2 separate regions of the Rattus norvegicus genome follow, and region 2 is linked to region 1. A link is a contact called in public Hi-C data. All regions are on one chromosome and are shown on one strand. The core of a region is the stretch at or near the end of the contact, and the rest is flanking DNA. Distances in the headings are between cores, read along the strand shown. Region 1 overlaps Klf12 (KLF transcription factor 12). Region 2 overlaps Klf12 (KLF transcription factor 12).

Region 1 (5,705 bases), core at 1,486-3,985:
AAATCTGAGACATGAAGAGTTTATGCGAATGTTCTCGAATACTTTTCATTTTATTGGTTTTCTTTTCCCTTTTTGATTTTTAAAAAAATTTTTCTTCTTTTGTTTTTCTTTACACATTTACATGGATGAGAATTCAGAGGAGAGGTGAAGATAGGAAGTAGGCATCCAGGGCTCATGTGATGAGAGGAACCTAGAAATGAAATATGTGGAAGGAGACACATGTCATGGCAATAGGGCGATTTCATGAACATAAGAACCTGTGGGTCGCACAGCGCCTTTGACAATTGCGTGGCAGATATCCTGCATATCAGACAATTAACATCACAATTAATAACAGAAGCAACGTTACAGTTACAAAGTAGCAGTGCGATGATTTTATGGACTGGGGTCGCCACAGCATGAGGAACTGTATGAAAGGGTCATGGCTTTAGTAAGGTTGAGAGCCACTACTCTAAAGGAATGAGATGCAGATTGCCAGTGGAGGGGAGTGTCTCAGCTTCCTTTTTTATGTATGTTTGTGCATGTGCACATGCTCATATGTTTGTAGGTGGATGCTTGTATTCAGCTGATTGTGCACATGTACATATGTGCGTGTGTGCGTGCATGCATCCGTGTGTGCGTGCGTGTGTGTGTGTGTGCGTGTGTGTGTGTGTGTGTGTGTGTGTGTGTGTGTGTGTGTGTGTGTGTGTGTGTATGTATGTCAGATGTCAGCCTCAGGCATCGCTCCTCAAATGCTGCCTCCTTGATTTTCAGATATTATTTTCCTTTGTTGCTTACCAGGTAGACTAGGTTGGCTGGCTCCCCAGAACTAGGATTACAAGTGCACATCCCCACCACACCCTACTACTGCATTAACTGTATGTCATTCTGTGTCATGATGATTTATTGCCTTTACCCCAATTGAGCCATCAGCCCAGATTTCAAGCTCCTTTTAAAAGACTATATATATTAAAAAAATAGGATATATTTCTTTTAATTATGTGTGTGTGTGTGTGTGTGTGTGTGTGTGTGTGTGTGTGTGTGTGTTTCTGGGCACATGTATGTGCAGGTACCCATGGAGGACAGAGATTCTCAGATTCCCCTGTAACTGGGGTTATGACTTCATGTGGACTTTCTAACATGGGTGCTGAGACTCAAACTCAGGTTCTCTGCAAGAGTAATATGCACTGTTAACCACTGAACTTCCTCTACCTGCTAGATTCCAGATTCCTCTCGATGATGGCACCGAGTACCTAAGAGTGGGAAATCATGTGTTTACAATTCCAGAAAGTAAAAACTGAATACATGTCCTTCTCCTAAGACTTGTAGAACTAATTCTCTATGCTTGCACTCTGCCTCATGTTTTCCAAAGCATCATACTATAGAATTCCGTTCTTTCTTTCTTTATTTGTTTTTGAGACAGAATCTTTCTGTGTAGTCCTGCCTGGCCTCAGACTCTCATTATAGAACAAGCTGGCCTTGAACCTACAGAAATCTACCTGCCTTTGACATCGGAGTGCTGAGATTAAAGGTGTATGTCACCACACCTGGCTTGTAGAACACCTTTTAATAAATCCTACCCTCTAAATAGTATCCACTGAAGTGAAGAAAGGTGTCCCATTACAGTCTTCAATTTGCCTTCTGTTTGCTCAGTGTGCATACATTCTTTGGGGACCTAACACAGAATACTTAGATAAGATCAAGGTATGAGAATACTGACTGACACCTCACTAGTAGAACCTTTGGTGTCTAGCAATCATATTACTATTTCTGAGCTACAAAAAACAACAAAAACAAACACAAATCAACAAATAATGGCCCAAATATGGCCTCCAGCAAAGGCACAAAGATGTCTGGGGCATGATTTGTCACTTAACAAAAGAATATGTTGCATGTTTCTTTAGATGTTACTTTCAATGCAAGTGTAGGCAGCTTGTTCTCCTGGTTTCCAGGTTACACAACATATGAGGAACAACATGATGAAAAGAGACCCTGGAGGGACCTTGTTGAAATCCTTCATTTTATATCCAAGGATGTTAAATGACATATCCAAGTTCATTCAGCTAGGACTGATTACCAAAATCTGCATGCATCATAGTCGGACATCTAGTCTACCTTAGGGCAGAGCAACATCTATAAAAAGAAGGGAGCAGATTGAGAAGTCACAGCTTGACATACTCTAATATGCTCATGCCTACACAAAGTCCAATAGTTTCAGGTCATTTAGTATAGACACACTTCAGTGGCTCCTGAACTTATCTCTGTGTGCAGCATTGCCTGATCACCCACGATCCTAATGAGTAGTCGGAATCATCGAGGAAACGTCAACTTATGTCCTTACCTATTAGATAAAATGGAGCAGGGATATTTTCATTCAAATTATTCTTATTCCACTTTAAATGTATAATGAAAAGAATAAACCCCTCACCCACCCAGGAAAGCCAACTGGAAAATAAGAGTACTATTTAAGCATGACCTTCTTCTGATGGAGGGAAAGATGTCTTTTGTGGCCTGGTTACTGGTTCATCGAAATGACGAGACTTCAATATTTGGTGAGGGAAATGTACTTTAAATATTGCCCTTCTGTGTTAGATGCCTTGCTTTTGGAGCTCATGGCCATGGTTTTTCTATCTTAGAAAACTGGCTGTTATGAAGTGAAGCCTGTGTCATTTAAACTCCATTTTGGTAGAGGGTGGAGAAAATGCTTGCTTGGTAAAATGTTTGCTGTGCAAACGTGGCCTGAGTTGACTCTGGCACCCAGGCAAATAGTGGAGCAGAGTGGAGTGCATTTTTAATTCTACTGCTATGAAGAGAAGTGGGGAGGGCCCATTGGGCTTATTGACCAGCCAATTTAGGTGAATCAGTGTTAGACACCTGTTTTAAAAAGCTAAGATGGAGAGCAGTTGAGGAAGACTTTTAGTGTCCACCTCTGCCTACACACACACACACACACACACACACACACACACACACACACACACCCCAGACAACCCAAAACAGAAACACAGAAACTATGCCTTGGAACATGGTCTCTAAAGTACCCATTGCACACATCCGATCACCCCACCCCAGCCTCTCCAGCTTTAAATACCATCATGCATTATTTTTACTTCTTGGTCATAATCTGCAGGCCTAGCTGAATCTTCTTAGCATTTCTGTGGTTTTCTTCTTAGCTCAGTTGCTCAGTTTGGGTAGCAAGAAAGGTAATGTTACTTACCAATCTTGGCACAACTGGTCTGCTGTCACACCGTCCCTTTGTTTTCTCTTCCTTTGGGTAAGGTAAGGACATTATTCCCAATCAAAAATTCATTTAATTATGCTCTTGCACAATATTCTGTATGTGTTCATAGGGGGAGCAGAAAATAAGTTTTAGAGACCTTTTCATAGCAAAGTAATTGGACATTTTCACTTGTCTTTAACATATTCCACCAATAACTTTGGTCACCATGTCATTGTAAAACATACAGGTAAACACATGTAAGATTTTAATAGGTGCCACCATTTTCTTTGACCTACAGTGTGTCATTTAAGTGGCTGAAATTAACTATAATTTTTCTTTTTTTCTCCATTCATGTGTATATTTGTTTGTGTGAGTGCAGTTACCTGAGAATGTGTGTGTGTGTGTGTGGAGGCCAAAGGTCAATGTCTGATGTTTTCCTCAGTAGCTTTCAACTTTACTTACTGTGCTGGGGTCTCTTGATGAACCTGGCATTAAGATTTGGCTAGTCCAGCTAGCCAGATTGCCATGGGCATCCCTTCTCTTTATTTCTCCAGTGTAAGGATTGAAGGTGCTCCACCATGCCAATATCATTTTCAGGTGAATTCTGGGCATCTGAACTCATATGTCCATACATGCACAGTAAGCACATAGTCCACGCAGCTATCTCTTCAGAGCGTCTAAGTTTTTTTTTATATATATGAAAAAGTCAGTTGGATAAAGTGGGAGTCGGCGCATTGCTCTATAGGAACTGATTCTCAGAGGTGTTTGTGTTTAATGCTCAAGCAAGTTGCTGGGCTCATGTCTTCAAGGTCATTGGCTTGTAGGACTGTGTGGAAGATGAACGGGTTACTTTTCCTTGTGTAGGGGAAAGGAGTGCCGAGGATCAGGGCAGTCTAAGGAACTGACTACTTTCTGTGCTGTTGAGTGAAAATTGTATTTTGGCTTAGTCTTTTTGCACTGGAGCTGCAGGAGGCCATGGAGGTCAAGAACTGCATTCAAGCTGTGCTTAAAGGAGAGGTCACTACCCTTTCTTATAATCTCCCAGGCAAACGGATTCCGTGACCTCTGTGGACTGTGCATTTCAGAGCCTCACCATGGAAAGCACGCCTCTCAAACCCATTTCTAATCCTCCTTTTTTCAGATGGTTTCTTTGAAAAAAAATACTTTTTTTTCACTTGTATCTTTTTGTGGAAGTGATAAATGTTCATTATATACTTGTTACAGAAATGTGAGGCAAAGAAAGCATGACTACTACCATATGACTGCACGCAGGATGATAGATAACTACTTATAGTCTCTCTGTATTTATAATTTTATATTTAAGAGCCTATAGTATATTACAGATCTTTATATACAGTATTTAAGAAAATGCTGTGTGCTTGCTTAAACTAGGCATTGTTATATGTTAGTGTGCACATTTTATATCATTTGAAGTGAGCATCTATGACATTTTTAACTATATGGCCTCACAGTAATTTATTTAATCGTTGTTCTGTTTGGTAATATTTAGGTTGCTTCCATTATTTATTTACTAATTATGAGTAGTAAAGATATCAATATGATTCTGTGCATCCTTACTTATCCTCTAGGATAAGTTCCAAGAGGTGAATTCTTTAGGACAAAAGGCATATTTCTTTTTCATGGTTTTTGATAGATTCTGCCAAATGGTCTGCACTCAACAGCTTCGCCCAGTAGGGAAGGAGAGCAGCGCGCTCTAATTACATTGCAGCTACAGCATGGTTCAGAGAGGTAGCTCACTGGTGCGAGGTCATCATTTTCCAGTTTAAAATCGTGCTGGAACATGGGGTTGATGACCGCTGATGGCATCCTAGCCACCCGAGGCCTTTTACGATTGTTGAAAACTTTAAAGATGTTTACCTTTGAAGGAATAGAAATGGTGAAAGAGAAAACAGGAGCTCTGTAGGAATATGCATCAAATGTATCTCCTGCCTTGGGAGTAGTCTGCCTTCTCCACACTGTTCTTTCAAAGACCGTCTATAGTCTGAAGGGTCTTAAGGGACATGGACACGAAGTACAAAGTTTCTGGATAGAGGAGAGTTTCCAGCACTTGTTTGACCTAGGCCTGTAATGGAGTAACCAGAGATCGGAATTCCTGCATATTTTAGAAAGATGAGATTAATCCAGTTTCTATGGACCAATGAAGAAATATGCCACCAAAAAGAAGGGATACCTTCAAAATAAAATGTCTTGACTGAAAAACAATTTTTCCCAAAGGTCATTAATATTTGACAGTCTTAGTTGTCTCAGAGAAATGTACTTTTATTGGTGTCAGTATTTATCTATTAAAATATGTAATACTTAAAATGTGGTATCTTGAGTCACGCACTCTGTGTGTGTGTGTGTGTGTGTGTGTGTGTGTGTGTGTGTGTGTGTGTGTGTTTACAGTTTGAGGTTATAGTGCATCACAACAGGGAAGTTCTGGTAGCAAGACCTTGAGGTAGGTGGTCATATCATATCTAGATCCAGGAAGCAGAGCAAGGTGGGT
Region 2 (5,440 bases), core at 1,387-3,886, 79 kb before region 1:
TTTTAATTTTTGTTTGTTTTATTTTATTTTTCAGGTTTCTCCCTGCCTCTGTTGCTTAATAGAGTGCAATATTTCCTAGTGAAAGTAGATATAACATACTTCTTATCTGATGAGTTTTTCATATCTCATGAGTGGTGCACTGTTTTGCCCACAAATAATGGAATTGGCTTTTAAAAACTAATCCATTGCATTCCTTCTGACCCCTTTGTTTCTTTGTTTCCTTCCTTTGTTTCTATTGTATGTAATGGAGAAGCAGTGGCTGGAGATCAAGCTAATGTATTGACTCATGAGGACCATGCCCATGCCTAAGGATAGTGGAGCTGTGAACTGGGCTATCCTTGGCTTCTTCAAGATGGGAGAGTCCAACTTCCATGGCCACCTACCTCAGTGGACCATAGACTAACTACCTCACTATGCACTCTGGCAGATAACTACTTCAGCCCCTCATTAGGCACTGTCCCTTTCAGTTTGTGGATCCATCCAGCTAACCCTGGTCTTTAAAGTCAGTTCAGACTGGCTGAAGTTCAAATGTTGCTTTGTGGTTTATGGTTTTGTAAAACCGGGGTATCCAAGAAATGGATCTGTTCCTAAGTATTCTCCGTTCTGTAATGTAAGTAGCATCGTGGGTCTGTTTCCCGCTCTGCCTTCTTCCAGCTTTGCTGTTCTTGTTTGCTTCTTCTGAGATAGCAAAATGTGGGAACAGTACTGCCCCCAGCTGCCTCCAATTTCCACAGCAAAGACTCTACTCTCAGGAAACTAACAACTACTTTCTGATGACTAGTAATGGGCTTGCTAACTCTTTCCCTAATCCTGTCAGGGTGATGGCGAGGATAGACATGCTGCTGTGGCCATTGCTGGCGTAGAGAGACCTGTTAACCCCAACATTGGTTAAGCAAGGTTTCCGTGGAATGGAGGAGGATTGTGTTGTGTACTTGGCAATTATTGTATTTCATCTTAATGCATTTGAAAGAAAATATACATGCTAACTTTTGGATACATTTTCCCTTGTTTTAGTAGTTTATATACAAAGCAATTAATGTTAAAATGAATAATTTCTGTGAGTCAATAATCACAAGGAAGTAAATGACAAGTAAGCCATAGGGATACAGTGGGCAGAGTGAAATGGTAACTGTAAGTGAATCATCTTGGAAAGGTGGGTAATTAAAAGACCAAGTAAAAACACCATTCTAAAAAAAATCATGGGTTCTAATAGAGCATATTTTGGGCAGTGGTAACTGAGTTGATAAATGCTGAAGAAAGTATAGTGTATCCGAACAAATGTCCATTCTAATTGATGTGTAATTTGTGGTGTGTGTGTGTGTGTGTGTGTGTGTGTGTGCGTGTTCCTCTGTTCCTATCCAGTTTACTCCTTTGCAGTTCAATCTCTCACTGAACTGTAAGTTCATTATTTCAGCTATGATACCTGACCAGGGAGCTACCAAGATCTGTTTTTTCTTCATCTCCCAATTCTAGGACTATAACCACATACGTCCATACCAATCTTTTTACATGGGTGCACAGGATTTGAACTCAGGTCCTCATACTTGCACAACATATACTATTATCTATATACCATTTCCCAATCTGTGTTTCTAGTTTTTAAACCACCTTCAGAAAAGCACTTTTCCTCTAATAGTCTCAAAGACTGTCAGAATTGTTACCAGTTTTGCTTTCTTTTTTCTTTTCTAATCCTCTCCTCTCCTCTCCTCTCCTCTCCTCTGTTATCCTCTCCTCTCCTCTCTTCTCTTCTCTTCTCTTTTCTTTTAACACAAAGTTTCTCTGTGTAGCCTTGCCTGTCTTGGAACTCAATCTGTAGTCTAGTCTACATCAATAAGATCCTCCTGCCTCTGCCTACTAAGTGCTGAGATTAAAGCTGTGATCTGCCATAGCTTTACTCCTCCTTTTCCTCCTCCCTCCCTTCTCCTCCTCCTTTTTTTTTCTTTTCTTTTTTTCGGAGCTGGGGACCGAACCCAGGGCCTTGCGCTTGCTAGGCAAGCGCTCTACCACTGAGCTAAATCCCCAACCCCCTCCCCCTCCTTTTTTAATGGCAAAATGTATCTCTAATTACTTCACAAACTGATATGGAATATGCTTTTTTCCCCCAGAGTATACCTCTTTATTTTTAATTCACCACAGGTGGACTTTTCTGTAGAAATAAGTCTCACCCCTTCATCGAATTGTGGGAAAAAAATGCACAGTAATCCAGAGTTCCCCTGATCTCTCAGTCAATTTTCTCTGTCATTGGAATCTTCCATGGAGATGGCATGTTTGTTCTAGGCTGTAAATCCTTTAATTATAGTTCCTCCTTCATTCAGCTCCCTTCAGCTTTTACCTCAGTTCCTTTTCTGTTAGATACCCTCATTTGGTGCATCACATAATAATACCCGTAGACACATCTCCTTCATGCCTTTTGGCTGGAAAAGTGTATCTGACTGTCCTGTGTTTGATGACCGTGTCAGTGTGAGGACTTCTGATCAGGATCTCTGCAGAGTGGATCTCAGCTGGAATGGGCTTGATGGGTTTCCCATGATTGCTTCTGGGGCTTTAGGTTTTGGGAAGAGGGCCACATTTTAATCGGAGGATGCCTTGGCTCCTTTGCCTGCTGAAATTGGACTCTGGATTTTTCCACTTCGTTGCTTTCCAACCCTCTTTTGTATGTCAATATGAACTTGTGTATTTAGTTTATCCGTAGACTGTAAACTAGTACTCTTATATTGATTTACTGCCACTGTTGTGTGCTTCTTAAAAAAAGTATTTTTAAAGACATAGTAGTATTGTCCTTTTGGGCACTTGAAAATCCTACATACTCATCTCTTGCCTCAGCCCTGACACGAGCAGCTTCTCCAAGCAGCTATGGCTCCTCTTATTTGAGAATGGCATTAGAACCCAAGATCTGACTGCTGGATGTGCTTATTAAGGCTGTGTGTCACAGGGGACGTGATTGTATCCTGCTGCTTCTCAGATACAGAATGAAACGTTCTTTCATGACATTTCTCTTCCAGGTGTCACCCATCAGTGTGTGGGATAAGGGCCACCCATACTTGGGGATCATGTAGCTCCCCCCTCTCATCATGTCTCTGTAGCCAGGGACCCTTTTCCTTCTCTCCCTGGGAGGTTTGCAAAGTGGTTGATTTTTCTGGCCACTCTGATGAGCTACTCACTTAAGAGCAAAAATATGAGGGAAGATTTGTTAACTCTGACTGGAGAAGTTTTTTATTGATTGCCCGCGTCATCTTTTCTCTCTTTCTCTCTCAGTTTTGTCCAAGAGACTTAGCAGTTAAAAATGGTGAGTTAAAGTATGCTGTATATTGTTGTTGGCAGTAAGAATAAATGCAGACTCTGCCACAGAATTGCCCTTTAAGTAAAGATAGTGTGCTTTCTGTTTAATGTGTTCACTACTCTCTAGCATGCCTTCCAACCCACACAGCAATTTACTGTGGGGCCCCGGCCTAATGTGTTCAAACTAGACCCATTGCCCAATGTTTTATGAATTAAATCTTTCTAGAAAGCATAAATATTACCTTGAATAGAGAAATATACACCTCCTTCCTGGAGCTCTCTCTAAGGGAAGGACTTCCTCTCAATTGTGGAGTGGACTGATTTTAGCCCTATGAAGTAATTAATGGAGCATAGGAATTCATGCTCCCATGTTTCCTCTTTCTCCTTTCTCAGTCTCTCCATCCCAGCTTCTCTGACTCTTTCTGCCTCTGCCTCTGCCTCTGCCTCTGCCTCTGCCTCTGCCTCTGCCCCTGCCTCTGCCCCTGCCCCTGCCCCTGCCCCTGCCCCTGCCCCTGCCCCTGCCCCTGCCCCTGCCCCTGCCCCTGCCCCTGCCTCTGCCTCTGCTTCTCTGTCTTTGTCTCTGTGTATATTTCTTCCTTATATAGGCAAATTTCCATCCATTTTGCCATTGGGGTAGATAGGATGGCTGGAACAGGATGCCAAGAGATCACATATTGAGCTGCAAGCATGACTGAGTGAACCACTAGTGGCTCAAGTCTTCAAGTTCTTAGAGCTCCACCCCGGTGACTTATTTCCGGAAGCACACCTTCAAGTCCTCCAAAACCAACTGGGACCATGTTTTCAAATGCTTGAGACTGGGGGCACATTTCTCATTCAAACTACCCTCCGCTCCGTTTTCTCTTTTTTTGCTTCTCTGTATTATCACCAACATCTCACACCAGGGGGAGTTATCCTTTTCCTCCTCCCTAACTCCTGGTTTTAATCAGCACCACTGCATTCTACTCCTTTGAAGCAATTGAACACATTAATTTTTGATGTTTGAAACAATTCAATCTGTCAAAGGATGAAGGTCTTAATTTTATTTTCCTTGTGGCCATTTGTGGGGTAATTAGAAAAGCTGGAGCAGACCGAGACCCTCATTTTATCCAATCTTTCAAGTTTACAGGCTTAATGAAAACTAATATCTTATGAATGGATTCTCAGTTCAACCTTGTGAAGAGGGTTTCCAGTCAATTAGACAGACGTTACCACGTGCAGAGCCTTTAAAATGCAAGTCTCTTATTCCCTGCCCCCCCACTCCCCTCTCCCTACCTCCAGCCTTTAGTTCAGGCCGCTTTAAACACCTGATATTTCTCAGTCAAACTTTTGCATGTTAGGATGGAAAGAATGTGCCTTCACACTCAGCCTGGATTCCTTTTTGGTCCACCCCCTAGCTCCTCCTCCTCCTCCTCCCCCTTCTTCTCCTCTTTTCCCTCCTCCTCCTTCCCCCCCTTTTCTCCCTTCTTCCTTCCTTTTTGGGGGCAGGGGTTAGATAATCATGCAAAAGATCTGGAACACCGTCAAACCTTTTATTTGCTGGCTACTTCTCTATTCTGAGGCCTGTGCACACCCTAGCCAGGCTTCCTACTCACCAGGACTCATTGTGCTGTCTCACTTTTAACGTGTGCTTCCCTTCTGCTTTCTTCATATTCATTTAACTGCTTTATGAACTCTTGTTCTATGAGGCATTGGTCTCGCCTGTTTGAGTGAACAGCACATTGTAAATATTTACCATTATTTATTTAGAACCACCTTCTGAATTACTGTATTACCATAGACTTATTTATCAGGTCTTACTTAATTGACGTTCATACTCAAGAAACCATTAAATCTTTCTGTCCTCTCAGACTGTGGCAGAACTCAGATTCTCAGAGCCCAAACTCGTAAAATGTTCAAGATAGTTGGAAAGGTGTTCCCCTTGCTTTCCTTCTTTTTAGTAATGTCAGGGGGAGTTTGGCCACTTTGCATCATTATTATGATAACAGCAGGAAGAGAGGGGAGTCAGACTACCAGGTCAGATGTATGTTTTCAGGATTGAGTCTTCATGCAAATAGCCCTTCCAACCCTAGCTGTTAAGACTTAAGCCAGTAGATAACATCATACTTAATACTTAAGTTGTGATTAAAATCATAAATGTTACAAAACATGACAGGCACTTCAA

What was found. A called contact is a pair of places that touch in the nucleus more often than the background predicts.
Region 2: a contact with region 1 is called in a Hi-C map of liver, with 1.8 times the contacts expected there. The contact joins two enhancer-like sites.

The regions. Positions count from the first base shown.
Region 1 is chr15:83,295,236-83,300,940 of GRCr8, reverse strand. All of the region lies in intron 2 of Klf12 (KLF transcription factor 12), which reads left to right. Among named protein-coding and RNA genes, the nearest start is that of Klf12, 97 kb to the left of the region's middle. Within about 2 kb of position 2,735, at least 1 of the 93 cell types and tissues checked has an H3K27ac peak or open chromatin away from gene starts, as enhancers often do. A contact at or near this core is called in liver, where this site is marked.
Region 2 is chr15:83,374,062-83,379,501 of GRCr8, reverse strand. All of the region lies in intron 1 of Klf12 (KLF transcription factor 12), which reads left to right. Among named protein-coding and RNA genes, the nearest start is that of Klf12, 19 kb to the left of the region's middle. Within about 2 kb of position 2,636, at least 2 of the 93 cell types and tissues checked have an H3K27ac peak or open chromatin away from gene starts, as enhancers often do. A contact at or near this core is called in liver, where this site is marked.